Linked DNA regions of Gossypium hirsutum: all the other regions are linked to region 2. A link is a contact called in public Hi-C data. All regions are on one chromosome and are shown on one strand. The core of a region is the stretch at or near the end of the contact, and the rest is flanking DNA. Distances in the headings are between cores, read along the strand shown. Region 1 holds the start of LOC107925986 (ABC transporter G family member 6). Region 2 holds the start of LOC107926015 (probable membrane-associated kinase regulator 4). Region 3 holds the start of LOC107926068 (ribulose-1,5 bisphosphate carboxylase/oxygenase large subunit N-methyltransferase, chloroplastic).

Evidence for each region. Hi-C and Micro-C count contacts between places; a contact is called where the count stands out from the background.
Region 1: a Hi-C map of leaf shows a contact between it and region 2, with 2.4 times the contacts expected there. The contact joins the promoter of LOC107925986 here to the promoter of LOC107926015 in region 2. A contact is called at or near these places in 4 of 34 Hi-C or Micro-C datasets (hypocotyl and leaf).
Region 3: a contact with region 2 is called in a Hi-C map of leaf, with 2.0 times the contacts expected there. The contact joins the promoter of LOC107926068 here to the promoter of LOC107926015 in region 2.

The regions. Positions count from the first base shown.
Region 1 is chrD04:10,875,758-10,880,846 of Gossypium_hirsutum_v2.1, reverse strand. LOC107925986 (ABC transporter G family member 6) reads left to right here and starts at 2,340. Exons shown (of 1, transcript XM_041091948.1): 1 at 2,340-4,856. The coding sequence starts at 2,456. The coding sequence ends at 4,687.
Region 2 is chrD04:11,032,263-11,036,756 of Gossypium_hirsutum_v2.1, reverse strand. LOC107926015 (probable membrane-associated kinase regulator 4) reads right to left here and starts at 2,772. Exons shown (of 1, transcript XM_016856781.1): 1 at 2,035-2,772. The coding sequence starts at 2,772. The coding sequence ends at 2,035.
Region 3 is chrD04:10,808,596-10,813,517 of Gossypium_hirsutum_v2.1, reverse strand. LOC107926068 (ribulose-1,5 bisphosphate carboxylase/oxygenase large subunit N-methyltransferase, chloroplastic) reads right to left here and starts at 2,772. Exons shown (of 15, transcript XM_016856854.2): 1 at 2,468-2,772; 2 at 1,441-1,550. The coding sequence starts at 2,677.

The DNA of each region.
Region 1 (5,089 bases), core at 1,091-3,590, 160 kb after region 2:
TAACAAACTATTTCAATTCATGCATATCCCTTCTATTACTCACTAGAAAGTTGTGAAATAAGTGCTTTGTTACTTAAAGCATACTACTAATCATGGCCTCCATATTTTGCGTTATATTGATCCTAACCTCTATGTATATTCTGATGCAGATTGGACAACATATCATAGTGATAAGGTGTCTACCACTAGCTATATATTTTATTTTAGTCTCAATCCTATAATTTGATCCTCTGATAAACAATCAACAATGGCTCGATCAACAACTAAAGCAAAATATCATGTTATTATCAATGCTGCAACTAAGACTTTGTAGGTGCAAGTTCTTCTTGCTCAGCCTCCCAAAAATTTTCTTAGATAATCTTGATGCTACTTTTCGATCCTAGCATCCAGTTCTCCATAGCAAGATGAAACATTTGGAAGTTGATTTTCTTTTTGTTCGTAATCATATTAAGTGTCAAACTCTTGAAGTTGTCCACTTTCGAACTGCATATCAACTTATTGATGCTTTTTACCAAAGCCCTTCCACACAATTCTTTTCACTATCTTGTTTCCAAAATGGTGTTGCTCATCTCTTAACTTGAGGAGGGTGTATTGAAGATATACTGAAGAACAAGTCTTTAGTTTAGTTAAAATTTAAATTTATTATATCCTTTATTTTAAGTTTACTTTATCCATATATTTAAAATTTGAAATCTTGTTATTTAAATTTCCTTTTATCATAGAATTATCTTTGTTATTTGCTTTCACATCTCTATGTATAAATAGGTGATTGAACAAATTAATAAAATCAATCAATTTTTGCCTATGATTCAAAATCACTATAGATTTTGATTGGAGAAAGCCTTTGGTAATAGCAACAGGTGACGACAATGATGCCATCACCATTTTCGAAAAAAAAAAGAAAAAGAAATAAAATAAGAATAAAACTAGAAAAAGAAACGACAAAGAAAGAAAATATAGTAAGTTGTCTCTATAATTGTGAGCCTTTATAATAGCATTTCATTATAACCATCAAGTTTGTTGTAGAATAGGTTTTTTATGTTTTATTTTTTCTTTTTATAACAAAATTAATTCCCTATTACAACCTCTTGTCTTAAATTTTAATAAAAATTAGTTTTACTCCTAAATGAAATAAGAATCATAACTTTTAGTTAAGATATTATTTTAATAAATATTTAGATTTTACATAAAAATATATTGATTATATTTTATTAAATGAAAGTAATTTTGAATAAACAGAACGAAAATTGTAAATTTCATTAAAGATCTGATCTAAATCTTACCAATTAATGTTATTATTAAATACATTATATTTTTTAATTTGACAATTAAATAAAATTTAAGTATGATCCTTATAGATGTATAACATCTACTTCTTTATAACATCCAAATTTTGGTAGACAAATGGGGACTATTACAAAGAGAATTGGCCGTATGAGTAAACAATAAGAGATAATTTTTAGAATCAAGACCAAATTTTAGAATTTGTAAACATTGAGTACTTAATTTGTTGAAATTTTTTAGGATCAAAACCAAATTGACATAATGTGTAAACATTGAAAGCTAAATCATTTATTGAACTAATAAAAAAGTCATGTAAACATTTCATTAAAGACTTAACAATGATTAAATTTATAAGTTTTTGAAGAGTCAAGGGTGAAGTTAGATTTTTTTTCTTTTGAGCAAAATTAAATTGTATGTTTTTATGAGAGTTAAAAAACATTTTTTTTTACCATTTTAATACCTCACATCTTTTTAATTTTGAAGGACTAAATCAAAATTTTATCATTTTCGAGGAGTTAAAAGAGCAATTCTATCAATTTTTGATAAATTTTAAAGGACCAAAAATAAGAAGTTTCCATGTTAGGAGGCTTTACAGCGTGACTAAATTAACAAAGATTTTGGAATGATGAGAATAAAAACACAAATGACCAAAGACATAAGGATTTACGTGTGAAGCACATGATAACAAATCCCAGGGGAAACCAAAATTGGATTCAAGTTTCAACCCTTAACGCATTAATATTTAGCCATCCCTGTGGACTATTCAGAGCTTACGCCACAGTAGATCAACACCCAACCTAATTCCCCGGCCACTGAAACAAAACCACCTCGACGTCACGTGTTTATCAGCTATCTATCGTAATCAATCACGGCCGAACACGTACCCAGCTTTCTTCCTTCTAAGAAACACAAAGGCGTATAGATTTCATATTAGATGATTTAGGTAACCTTACCTCTCAATAATAACTGTCAAAAAATCAAACATATTAAATTACATAAAATTAAACCATTACTTTCACTCCTACCCTATATATAGATTTCTCTAAACCTTGAAATGTTCAAAATCACAACACCCTTTTTCCCTTCACTTTGAAAACACCCCATTTTCTGACATTTCCCGACGAAAGGGGGTTAACATAACCCGCCCCATCTCTCCTATTGTCCCCAAAATATGTCGTCGGATAATAATCATCATCGTAATAGTCCTTCTCAGTATTTTCAACACTCATTGGAGCTTATTGCCGGCGAACTCTCAACAGCCACAGGAGCTTCCCCAACGCTCGGCCAACTACTTAAACACGTTGGTGATACAAGAAAAGAAGCCACCGGCGACGAAACTCCTGTTCATGAAGTCCTCGTCGACGTCACCGAGCCGCGCCCCATACCCTTTGTGCTTTCCTTTAACAACCTTACTTATAGTGTAAAGGTTCCTCGCAAAATGACGTTGCCTGGTTTCTTCAGACGGAGGGGTGGAAGCGCCGCTGCAGATGCCGCTATCGTCGACAATCCACTTGCCCGAGATAGTTATTTTACGAGGACCAAGACGTTGCTTAATGATATCTCCGGTGAGGCTCGAGACGGTGAGATACTCGCTGTGCTTGGAGCGAGTGGTTCAGGTAAGTCGACGCTGATCGATGCTTTAGCCAATAGAATAGCTAAAGGGAGTTTGAAAGGAAACATTACTTTAAATGGCGAAGCTTTGGAGTCTCGAATGTTGAAAGTCATTTCAGCTTACGTTATGCAAGATGATTTGCTTTTCCCAATGCTTACCGTCGAAGAAACCTTAATGTTCGCAGCTGAGTTTCGCCTTCCTCGGACTTTGTCGAAATCTAAGAAGAAAATGAGAGTTCAAGCCTTGATCGATCAATTAGGCTTAAGAAATGCAGCGAAAACTGTAATCGGTAATGAAGGTCATCGTGGTGTTTCCGGTGGAGAGCGTCGTCGTGTATCCATCGGAATCGATATAATTCATGACCCCATTATTCTTTTCTTGGATGAGCCTACATCAGGACTGGATTCAACCAGTGCTTTCATGGTGGTGAAGGTTTTACAGAGGATAGCTCAGAGTGGAAGCAGTGTTGTAATGTCAGTTCATCAGCCAAGTTATCGTATTCTCGGATTGCTTGACCGATTGATATTTTTGTCTCGTGGACAAACAGTTTACAGTGGTTCACCGAAGACTCTCCCGCTGTATTTCTCGGAGTTCGGGTATCCAATACCCGAGAACGAGAACAAAACGGAGTTTGCCCTGGACTTAATCCGAGAACTCGAAGGATCTCCTGGAGGAACAAAAAGTTTGGTCGAATTCAACAAGTCATGGCAAAGCATGAAGCATACTAGAGACACCGAGCCAGATCGAGTCGGTTTATCGCTAAAAGAAGCAATTAGCGCGAGTATATCTCGAGGTAAACTCGTCCCAGGTGCTACAAATGATGTCAATTCAACTTCCATGGTTCCAACATTTGCAAATCCATTTTGGAAAGAAATGGTGGTACTGTCAAATCGATCCATCCTAAATTTAAGACGGATGCCGGAGTTGTTCGGAATTCGTTTGGCAGCAGTTCTAGTGACAGGGTTCATTTTAGCGACAGTATTTTGGCAACTTGATAATTCACCAAAAGGGGTGCAAGAAAGACTAGGGTTTTTCGCATTCGCAATGTCGACAACATATTACACTTGTGCCGATGCTCTTCCAGTTTTTCTCCAAGAAAGGTACATTTTCATGAGAGAAACTGCTTACAACGCTTACAGGAGATTATCATACGTCATATCAAATGCTTTAGTGACGTTACCGGGCTTGATTTTGCTCTCGTTTGCTTTCTCCATGACAACATTTTGGGCAGTAGGGCTAGACGGTGGATTATCAGGATTCTTATTCTATTTCCTAATTATGTTTGCTTCGTTTTGGTCCGGAAGTTCATTCGTGACATTCCTTTCGGGTGTCGTCCCGCATGTGATGTTAGGCTACACCATAGTCGTCGCTGTTCTAGCATATTTCTTACTCTTTAGCGGCTTCTTCATCAATCGTGACAGAATCCCGGGTTACTGGATATGGTTCCATTACTTATCCCTTGTGAAATACCCATATGAAGCAGTCTTACAAAATGAATTTGAAAACCCAGCAAAGTGCTTCGTGAGAGGGATTCAAATATTTGACAATTCACCACTTGGAGCAGTCCCTCCCGCCATGAAAGTGAGGTTACTGCAGTCATTAAGCAACACTTTGGGAATGAGAATTACAAGCTCAACCTGTATGACAACGGGGTTGGATATTCTGAAGCAAGAAGGGATTACAGATTTAAGCAAATGGAATTGCTTGTTGATTACAGTGGCTTGGGGTTTCTTGTTTCGGATTTTGTTTTACTTCTCTTTGTTATTGGGAAGCAAAAACAAAAGATCATGAAAAACCCGGATGATTGTTTTTAACAAGTTTAAGGTTGGGATTTAGCAGAAAAATGTTGCTGTAATTTGTGTGCATCTTTATTGTATTTGATTTTTACTGTTGGTAAAGCTTAGATTGAAGTGCAAAACCTTTTCATATCTGGAAAATAATTCATGTTCCATTTCTTAAATCGTTATTTTTTTGATTAATTGTTACAACTTACAACTTTTAATTCATTTGTATTCTCTTGCAAACTAATGCTACGATTTTGTTTTAAACTGTTATTCTTTATATATATATATATATAATGTTGCTTTTTGCGTGGCTTTTGCTTTAGATATAAGTAGGTAACCAAGTTCCAGCTTACAATATATTTTCACTTTGATTGTTGAACGTTTTGCTTCTTTTTTTAAAAAAAAGAAC
Region 2 (4,494 bases), core at 1,523-4,022:
GGAACTCCCTCACATCACGATGTCATTCTGAACTTTTGAAATCTTTGTAGTTTGGTTCTTATTAGATTTCGAGTCAATGTTTGAGCTTACGAAATCTCGTATAAAGCTCGAAAAATTTTAATTTGTACTGAATGACTCATATGATGGTAATGATTTCTGATTCAATTTATCCGTTGAATGTCTAAAACTATCACGTTTTGTATTGTATCATTCTGTAGCTCATTCCCGACAATCGGGATAAGCTAGGAATGTTACAGTAATAGTCTTACCTTAATAGTTAATAAGCAACAATCATGCATATATACATTGAACTCGAATAATAAAAGTACAAACCGAAATTGTCGTTATTCGTCAATGACTCTTAACTTTCCTTTCCCTCGTGACAGTCTGACTTCATCTTTAGCTATATTTGATAATTCAATAATAGAAACAACATCAATTTACATCCAATTAACATTCAAATACATAACCAAACATATTTTTCATTTTATTCAATTTAGTTTCTATATTCGAGATACACATATTTTCCAATATCTAACATCGGATTAAAATCTGATTTCACATTGTTTCATTAGGGGCCTTATACTTTTTATATATAACATAATTTCATGAAATTTTTCAATTGATTCAATTTATTCAATTTAGTCCCTAATGTTACAAAGTTACCTAGCAAGCTTAATTAGATTTCCAATTTAGTCCTTATCATGATCCAAGCTTATTAACTATCAAATTCAAGCCTATTTAGTCAATTTCTCTATAACAGTAACTTGCTAAGAACTTAACAATTGAACAAATTTATACATGGGCTAGCTAAATAAAAATTTCATGAATTTAGCTTAATTACCTTATACAATTTAATAGCCGAATGTTTTGAACCAAGCTTGAGTTTTCTTCTTTCTTCGTAAGCTTGTACGGTTTGAATTAAAGAAAGAAGATGAAAACCTTCCACTTAGCTTAATATATATACTTAGATTAGGGTTAGTTAACCTTAATTAGTTTAACTAAATTCATTTAATTAAAGCATATTAATTACTATTTGGGATTATGAAAGCTTAGTAGTTTCATCATCATTCTCCACTAACAACATAAAAATAATGGTTTAATAACCATTTAGGCACTTTAGGTAATTGTTATCTAGGTCCCCATGCATTTTTTGAATTAAAACTATATAGCGATTAGAATTTTACAATTTAATCCTTGAGCTTTAATTAACTATTTTCTTATTTAGATTACTTAACTGATCTATATATTTTCTTAATATCTTTATTAAACTTTATATTTCGCCTTTACAAACTCGATTTACAAAAATGAGATTTCGAAATCGCATTTTTCATCACTTAAAATCGGGTCATTACACATCTTATTGGTGTATGAGTCACTTCTTTGTTCCTTAGGAGGAGTAATGTGACCCTTTAAATTGGCGATGTGACAGTAAAGGGTAGCTTAACAAGTGATGATTTACTCATCATGATTGAAGTGCTCTAATACAGGTGTCAAATGTCAATTGGTCTTGGTTCTAATGAAGGTGTCGAAGATGATATGCAGAGAGGGTATAATATGAGCTCATGCCCAAACCCTACAAGGCAATAGAGGAATTCATGGAATATTTTGTTTTTTGGTTCAAAAATCAAATGCCATTCATGGTAGCAGGATTACGACGAAGTCTTCGTATTGGTGTTTACCTATTTATGTTTAAAAAAGAAGAAGAAGAAATCTCATCACAAAATTTGAGCACGGAATGTTTTAACCCAAACAGGTTTATCCGGAACAAGTTGTAGCACAGACAACTTACATTGATCCAATCAACGAGTCCCCCTAACATAAATTTGCATGAAAATAAGTTTTCACCCACTCACTTGGTCCGACCAAAGCAGGCCACAACCCAATAACATTAGACTATAGGCCTAATAAGGCCCATGGTATGAGGAATGGAGAAATATTTGTTGAAAATCTTTTGTCGTGGAATTAAAATCAGAAAGTAGGGAAACATAAGACAAAAATGATGAACTGCAAATGTGGGGCCTCTCTTCATCTTCACCAACTGCATTTCATGTCTGAAACTGAAAATGAGAACACCCCAACTTCGCTAACTGTTCTTCTTGACCTAACCCATGCCTGCTGAGACTGCTTGCAATGTGCAATGGCTCCTTGAATGGGGCTCTCCATCTCTGCGTTTACACTGCTGCTTCGTTTAAGAACCAGCAAATGCTGTTGTCCATTTGAAGATCCAGATGAATGGCGTTTGCTGGCCATTGAAAACGATCTTCTATGTGCATTTCCACTCATGTCTTGCTCTAATGGAGCTTTCTTTGTTGATTTATAATTACCAAATAAATATCTGAGATAAACCCTAGAAGCCTTCTTCAGCTTTGAACCGATGGAGGATTGCTTTATCTGCTTAAGCTTTTTGGTCCATGATTTCTTCGGGTTTTCACTACTTCCGCCATTTGAATGCTCCAGCTGATCTCCACTAGACTCGGAAGGTGAGATGTCTTTCTTGTGAGGTTCGGTAATGGAGTTTTGCAGCAATTTTTGCACCATTTGCAGGCGAGGAGGAAGGTGAAGAGGAAGGAGTTTCCCCTTGTAAAAAAGCTCATCAGCTGGGGAATTTGTGGGCTCTTTTTCAATGGAAACTGAAGACATTTGGAACTCGAACTCTCTGCTTATGGGGTTGGAGACCATGTTCTTAGAACGTGAGCTCACTTCCATGTCAATGTATTCATCCTCTTCTTCCTCTTCAAGGTTATTTGAGAAGTGGCTTAGTGCCGCCATTTTCAGAAGCTTAAGCAGAGCTTCGTGAGGAGGAGAGGCAATGGAGTTTAGGCAACAAAAAAGCGATGGCGACAGAGGGTGTATATATGCAATACTTTATCAACTGAGTGTTGTGTATATTGTTGGGGTTGGACAAACTTTCAATGCCCCAGGTTTCACTCTTGTTTAAATTTAAGTATGTGCGGTCCTCTGGGTTGACTTTGGATATGTGGGAAACCATGATTCTGATTTAGCTCCCCACATATTTCCAATGAATTTAATTTAGGAGTAAGACAAAAGAGTGTGCATTATTGAAAAGCAGTGGAATCAGGAATGTGTGGAAAATGAATAAAAAAAGTAGTGTAAGAGTAATGATGACAATAAAAAGTGGGATCCAACAGCTAAAGTTGGGTTTTACTGGATTTCAGGGGTTTGTTTTATTTTTGAGTTGGTTTGTTATTGGGGATTCAAGTAATCCACATCTCTCTCCTTCAAATCATCCCATTTCTCAATTCTCTTTTTCTTCATTCTTCTCAATTTGGTTGTCAATTCAATAAATTGATTTTCACATTTTATAAGTGATTATACAAACTTCAGCTTCCTTGCATTCATTTTAGTCATTAACCTGTCCTTTTAGTGTTTTTTTAAATTTAAAATTACATTATATGTATAGATTATATTATAAGGTCTGATGTACATAACTTTTTTTAATGACATATGTGTAATTTTTAGGTTGAATTATTATATCTTTTATATTAATTTTAAATAAATATTTTTTAAAATTTTAAGTAACATTTAAAAGAATTAGATAAAATGTAAAATTTTTATATAATTTTTTATGTAAGAAAACAAAAACAAAAATAAAAATTTTCAAAAATATGAAAAAAAACTAAAAAGCTTTAAAAAAAATTTCTCTTTTGTAATTATATATTCTTTCAATATTTTAGGAAATTTAAATAACTTTTTCAATTTACTAATTAATTTTGTTTCTCTAGAGGTGCATGGGTTAGGAATTTTTTTTAATTTTAATATATATAAAGTTTATCTATTATCTCTTAAATAATTTAAACTATAATGATAATTTTAATATATTAAAATTAATATTATCTCTTTTACAATTATATAAGAAATTAATTAATATATAAATTAAAAAAATCAGTCATATACCCAAAAAACTTTAAAATTATTTTAAATAATAATATTTTAATTTTTTTTCATTTTTAACATATATTTTTCTATGTGTCATTATTTTTTTTAAAGATTTTAAATATTAAATTAAAAATAAATTATATTTTAATTAATATAAAGATACTAGTTAAATAATAAATAGAAGAGGATGAAAGAGTACATGAGTTGTCGAAAAGAATACATGATGAGCACTTGAATGATGGATGAGAATACAGATAAGAAATTGTGGACGACAACACCCAATCATAACTCAACACACTTTTTTTTAAAATAAATAAATTTTTATTTCTTTTTGTATGTGTTTTGTTTTTGTTGATTTGCATTATTCCCTCCTTCACTCCCCACTATTACCCACTAAACAATATATTCTGCAATCAAGCCCAAAAAACAAATCTAAATACTTTGGAGTGGTTGTATGTGTTTTTGTTTTATGAATAAACAAACCCCAAGGAAAAAACATCTCAACAAATGTTTCTACCTATTCATCTTTTCCAACTTGTTTCCTCACCATACCACTTCAATGGAGGTCGCTGTCTCAATTTTTTTTATTTGTTT
Region 3 (4,922 bases), core at 1,523-4,022, 220 kb after region 2:
AATGATAAATTAGCTGAGAAATGCATCCAGGAATTGCATTTTTTTTTCTCAGCTCCTAATCATCACCCATGTACAGCAATTTAGGCATGGAAAGAGACATTATGCATTCTTTACCCACTCAATAAACCACTGCACACACAATCACCTGTTCAGTTTGACTGGTTTATTCCTACTATAGCCAATGTAGCCCAATCTTACACTTCCATTTGTTCCCAAATATAATCTAAAAATTTAAATGAATCTCCAGCATGAATACTGTGACTGAAATACGCACATTGCCTGGAAAATCGACTGATAAATAATGCAATTCTTTTTCAAAAATTTGCAATACCATCTTCTATATTACCAAGTGGAATATTCCAATTAGCAGAGCCAAAAGACCTAAGAAAATTTTCTTATTTGTTGAAAGAAAGGCAAAAGTAAGTTAATCTAATGCCCTAACATTGCAGGTCCGGAACTGATCAATGCTCTGAAGATTATGCACATACATTTTAACTCAAATTGCTTATGTCCAATTGCCATTTTGGAGGGCATTTAAACTTACCCATTCCTTATTCTCAAAGGATTCTAGCCATCCGACTGCCTGTTTACTTCTTTGAAACAAAGTTCTACCGTTGCAAAAGCAAGAAATTTTAGGACAATCAACGCAAAAAATACTCGCTAAAATAGTCAAGGGAATCCCACCACCGTATGCCAATAAATGCAACCAGATGATAATTCCACATTTGCAGTTATCTAATACAATTAAGGTCCATGCTTTTGTCCATGCTATTAAAGAGAACAAAATATTGTCTACCAATCAACAAGGATGAAACTTAAAACAAAGAGAGCTTCACTTCCTTTCAATACAGGTGTCAAAGTAATATTTAATAACGCTAGTTGATACTTTATCACCCCAAAAAAAACATGTATCATAACAGACAGCACCACCATCCTGCATTAAACAAGAATAACTAGTGTGCCCATAGGATTTTCCAGTTTTGATCCATTGCCATACGCTGATAAATTTTACATAATTCAATTCCTTATTTCTTGGAAAAAGTCCACCTACATGATAAATAATAAAGCATTTCAAGAATTTCAACAATTGCCCAACTTGATACTTTATTGCTTCAAAATAACATGGATCACAACTATCTGCACACCATCCCTGCATTAAACAAGAATAGCAAGTGGTCCCATACTATTTCCCAGTTTTTATCTACTTCAATATACTGATATGAACGCCATACATAGAAATTCAGTTTCTTTGTCCTTGCAAACAATCCACCTACATGATATATGATAAAGCATGATCCTAAAGTTTCTTGAATATCAACCAGAACACAATTTTAACCATATTGAACAGCAACATAAAATCAAAAACTAAAATAAGAGTTTCTCTTGAAATTAAAATAAGATAACTCCAAGTTAGAAGCTAAATAAACAAACTGAAAATACCTGCCATATGCAGATTTCCCAATCGAGAGCATTGAAGAAATCTTAGTCCGAGCCTTTCGCTCCAACCAAGGCAAAAATTCATCACTTTCTTCATCAGAAGTATTTAAGCCCTATGATTTTGATACCAACACAATTATTTAATAAAAATTAGAGGAAAAAATAAAAGGCAAAGTATCTGTTTTAATTCTTGACAATATACAACAAATGGATACATGCCATGTTGCTCAAACTCTTTTTTTCTAGAAGATCCCATCTCTGGCACTCGTGTCCAACACATGGATATGAAGATATAACCACCAAAGATCCTCCAAATACATTGAAATCCTAGAAAAATCTAACCGTACCCACGTTGGATACATACCCATTTCCAATATTCACACCTGAGTCAAAATAACATAGGACACATGACTATAATATAAGCTTCTAGTTATAGATTTTTTTCTCTAAATCCTAAACTAATATATACAACAACGATACTACGGCTACACGAGTAATTGCGTCGAGCCTAGCTCATACTCTAAGAAGCTCAAGCTCAACTAGAAATTAGAGACCCAAATCTTGGTTCAAGCGCGATTGAGTTTGACTTTTAATATTTGAGCTCCATATAAAAATCAAACTACTCCAGCTTGCTCGATTAGACTGATTTACTAAGTAAAGAATGAGCACAATTTCTACGCTAGACTTCAAGCTCAATTATTTGTTCTAAAATTCATCTTCAAGTTTGGATAAAAAATTTTCAATAATCTCGATAAGCCCGAGAGCTACTCAAGTCAAGCATTAGGATAGCCGAAATTAACCCGCTCAACATCTCGAGCTGCCCAAGCTCAACTCGATAATGACCATGCCAAATTAGAGTTTTTCTCAAGCCGAATCCGAGTATCTTGCAAACTATGAGCTTCAATGAATATTACTAACTTAATAATTTTCTATTAATTTTCCTATCTAAGGAGCAAAAATCTAAAAATTTTGCTATATTTTCTCGTCAACCGAACAGAAAAATATAAACAGAGAGAGAAAGATGAAGAACCTTAGCTTGAAATAAGGAAGAGAATTCAAATTTGATGAGCAAACGACGAGGAAAGTTGAACGGTGGAGCTACCGGAGACCGGCAAAGCTTTGAGATCCGAGAACCGCAGTGGAGCATCGTCGTGGTCAACACGTCGTGTTTTAAGGTCCGCGGGGTGCAAGGAAGCCTGGAGGCATGAATAAGGCAAGCTGAGGATTGGGAATTACTCATAGGTGCATGTGATACGCCATCGTTTGGTGTTCTGTTTGAATCCTGAGTATTCTATCGAGGGATATTTTTATGGAGAAATACGGTTTTTTCACTCAAATATGTATTTTCTGTTTTTTGAAAGGCACCACGGGGCTTTTCACATCACTAAACGAGGGGAATATGTCATAAAAGAAATATTTGGTAAAATAGGTTTTTTTTTAATTAAAGAAATAGGTCAATTTTGGAGAGAGTGTGTGAAAATGCATCCAGTTGGACACGTTTTTTGCACAGTTGACAGGAAAGCGCGCCTAGCCGGATACGCTTTACTTTCTCTCTCCTTAATCGATTTTTTTTAGGGTTTTTTAGAGCTTTTTAGGTTTAGTATTTTTAGGGTTTGGTTAATTTTAAGGCTTTAAGTTTTGGTTTTAGGATTTTTTACTATTTTGGGATTTGAGGTAGATATTGTGAAAGTTTAAAGATAGATTTAAGTTGCCGGGGATGCGATAACGCTCAGAGGCACACACATTTCATATGTCATGCAACACCCTATACCCAGCCCAGTCACTGAGCCCGAATACTAGGACATTACACCAATGCCATGCATCATTTACTTGGCAAACAGTTTCACTAGTAACCAATCGTCATCTTTATTTAATCATACATATGAATTAAAGTCGTACAACCACTTCTTATTGTTAAAACATGCCATACGTACACTAAGGGTATTAAAACTAACAATCAAACATGCAAATGGGCCAAATTGCAAAATTTCCAAAACTATTATGTAGGTATCGATACTGTTTCAGGGGTATAGATATTTTTCTTAAGTGGTATTGATACCACATGAAAAATCGATACCAAACTTGCATTTTGTTTCTCGCCAAATTTCAAAACATCGGAAAATATCAGTACCTTTCGTAAGGTACCGATAAACTTACACTGAGTATCAATACTCGGGCCGAGGTATCGATATCAATTCTCTATTTTGTCTTCTTGCACTTTCAAAAAATATAGAGGTATCGTTTTTAAAGCCCTAATATCGATACCTCTACTCTAGGTTACAAAAATTCAGCATATGCAAGCATTTAAACCATTCAACTTAATCCCTTCACATCATGTTTTATTTACCTAGTCAAATAAGCATCAAAATGTCTAAAATAGTAGCCCGAATACCATGTTCAAGTCCACATGCTTCCAAACATAAACAATAAGCAAATAGCCTAAAAATGACTTAACAAAACCGATATAAAGTCTACCACATTGCCTTAAAGTACCATATAACAAATAAACCAATTGCACCTACTATAGCAACTAAAAGAATGACTTAGATCAATTCCTAGAAAGCCACATCGCTCACACCAGAGACGCAACTACTTTGCAAAGGTTAAAATGGAGTGGGTGAGCTTAACAAACTCAATAAATGCTTAGGACAACTTCTATGCAAACAAGTCATTATGCAACAACAAACAGTCATATAACATATTCATAACATCTCTAGTTCTATATCATATTTCATATGTTTAACCGTTTTTCATGCATATCTCTACTTACTATTCATAGGATTATTCAAGCATATATATATTATAACACATATTAGATACATTTAATGATAGTTTGGCTCTTGGGATCATGAAACATGAAGTGCACTCTATCACCACTTATTAAATACACGGATCTCTAACACACCACATAGACTCGTAGAGTCAAACATATTCCATAAGTGAAGCATATAGCTAACACTCTCCAACACTCCAAACACACATATCCTATTGAATAGAGCTTGACTCACATTCCCTTATCTTTCTTAAAACTATCCCAAGCCTCAACGCCCCAAATATCACAACACAAAAGTGAGTACTCACAATCCTATGGCATGCCAACTATATCTAATGGTCTCGAGGTTCACAAGGCCAAAATATCCACACTATCAACACATATTTACATACCAATTTCCATACATGTTCACTGCATATACATGTCATCAACACATTATAACCACTGTCACATATTATGAAATGTACCCACTTATTTACTGTCTCATAGCATGAATTACATACTCATATATTCACTTTCATATTAGTCATCACCAACTTATAACACAAATCATAGTATCTCATACATGTTCATATTTTCACAATTGCACAACACACATTTATCACATTATAACATAGGTGTGAGAACACTTACACTCAAAATTTAGAGTAGGGGTTTAAGCTACCTCTAAATTCCCAATTACATAATGAATCATCTATGAGTAGCTATTCTA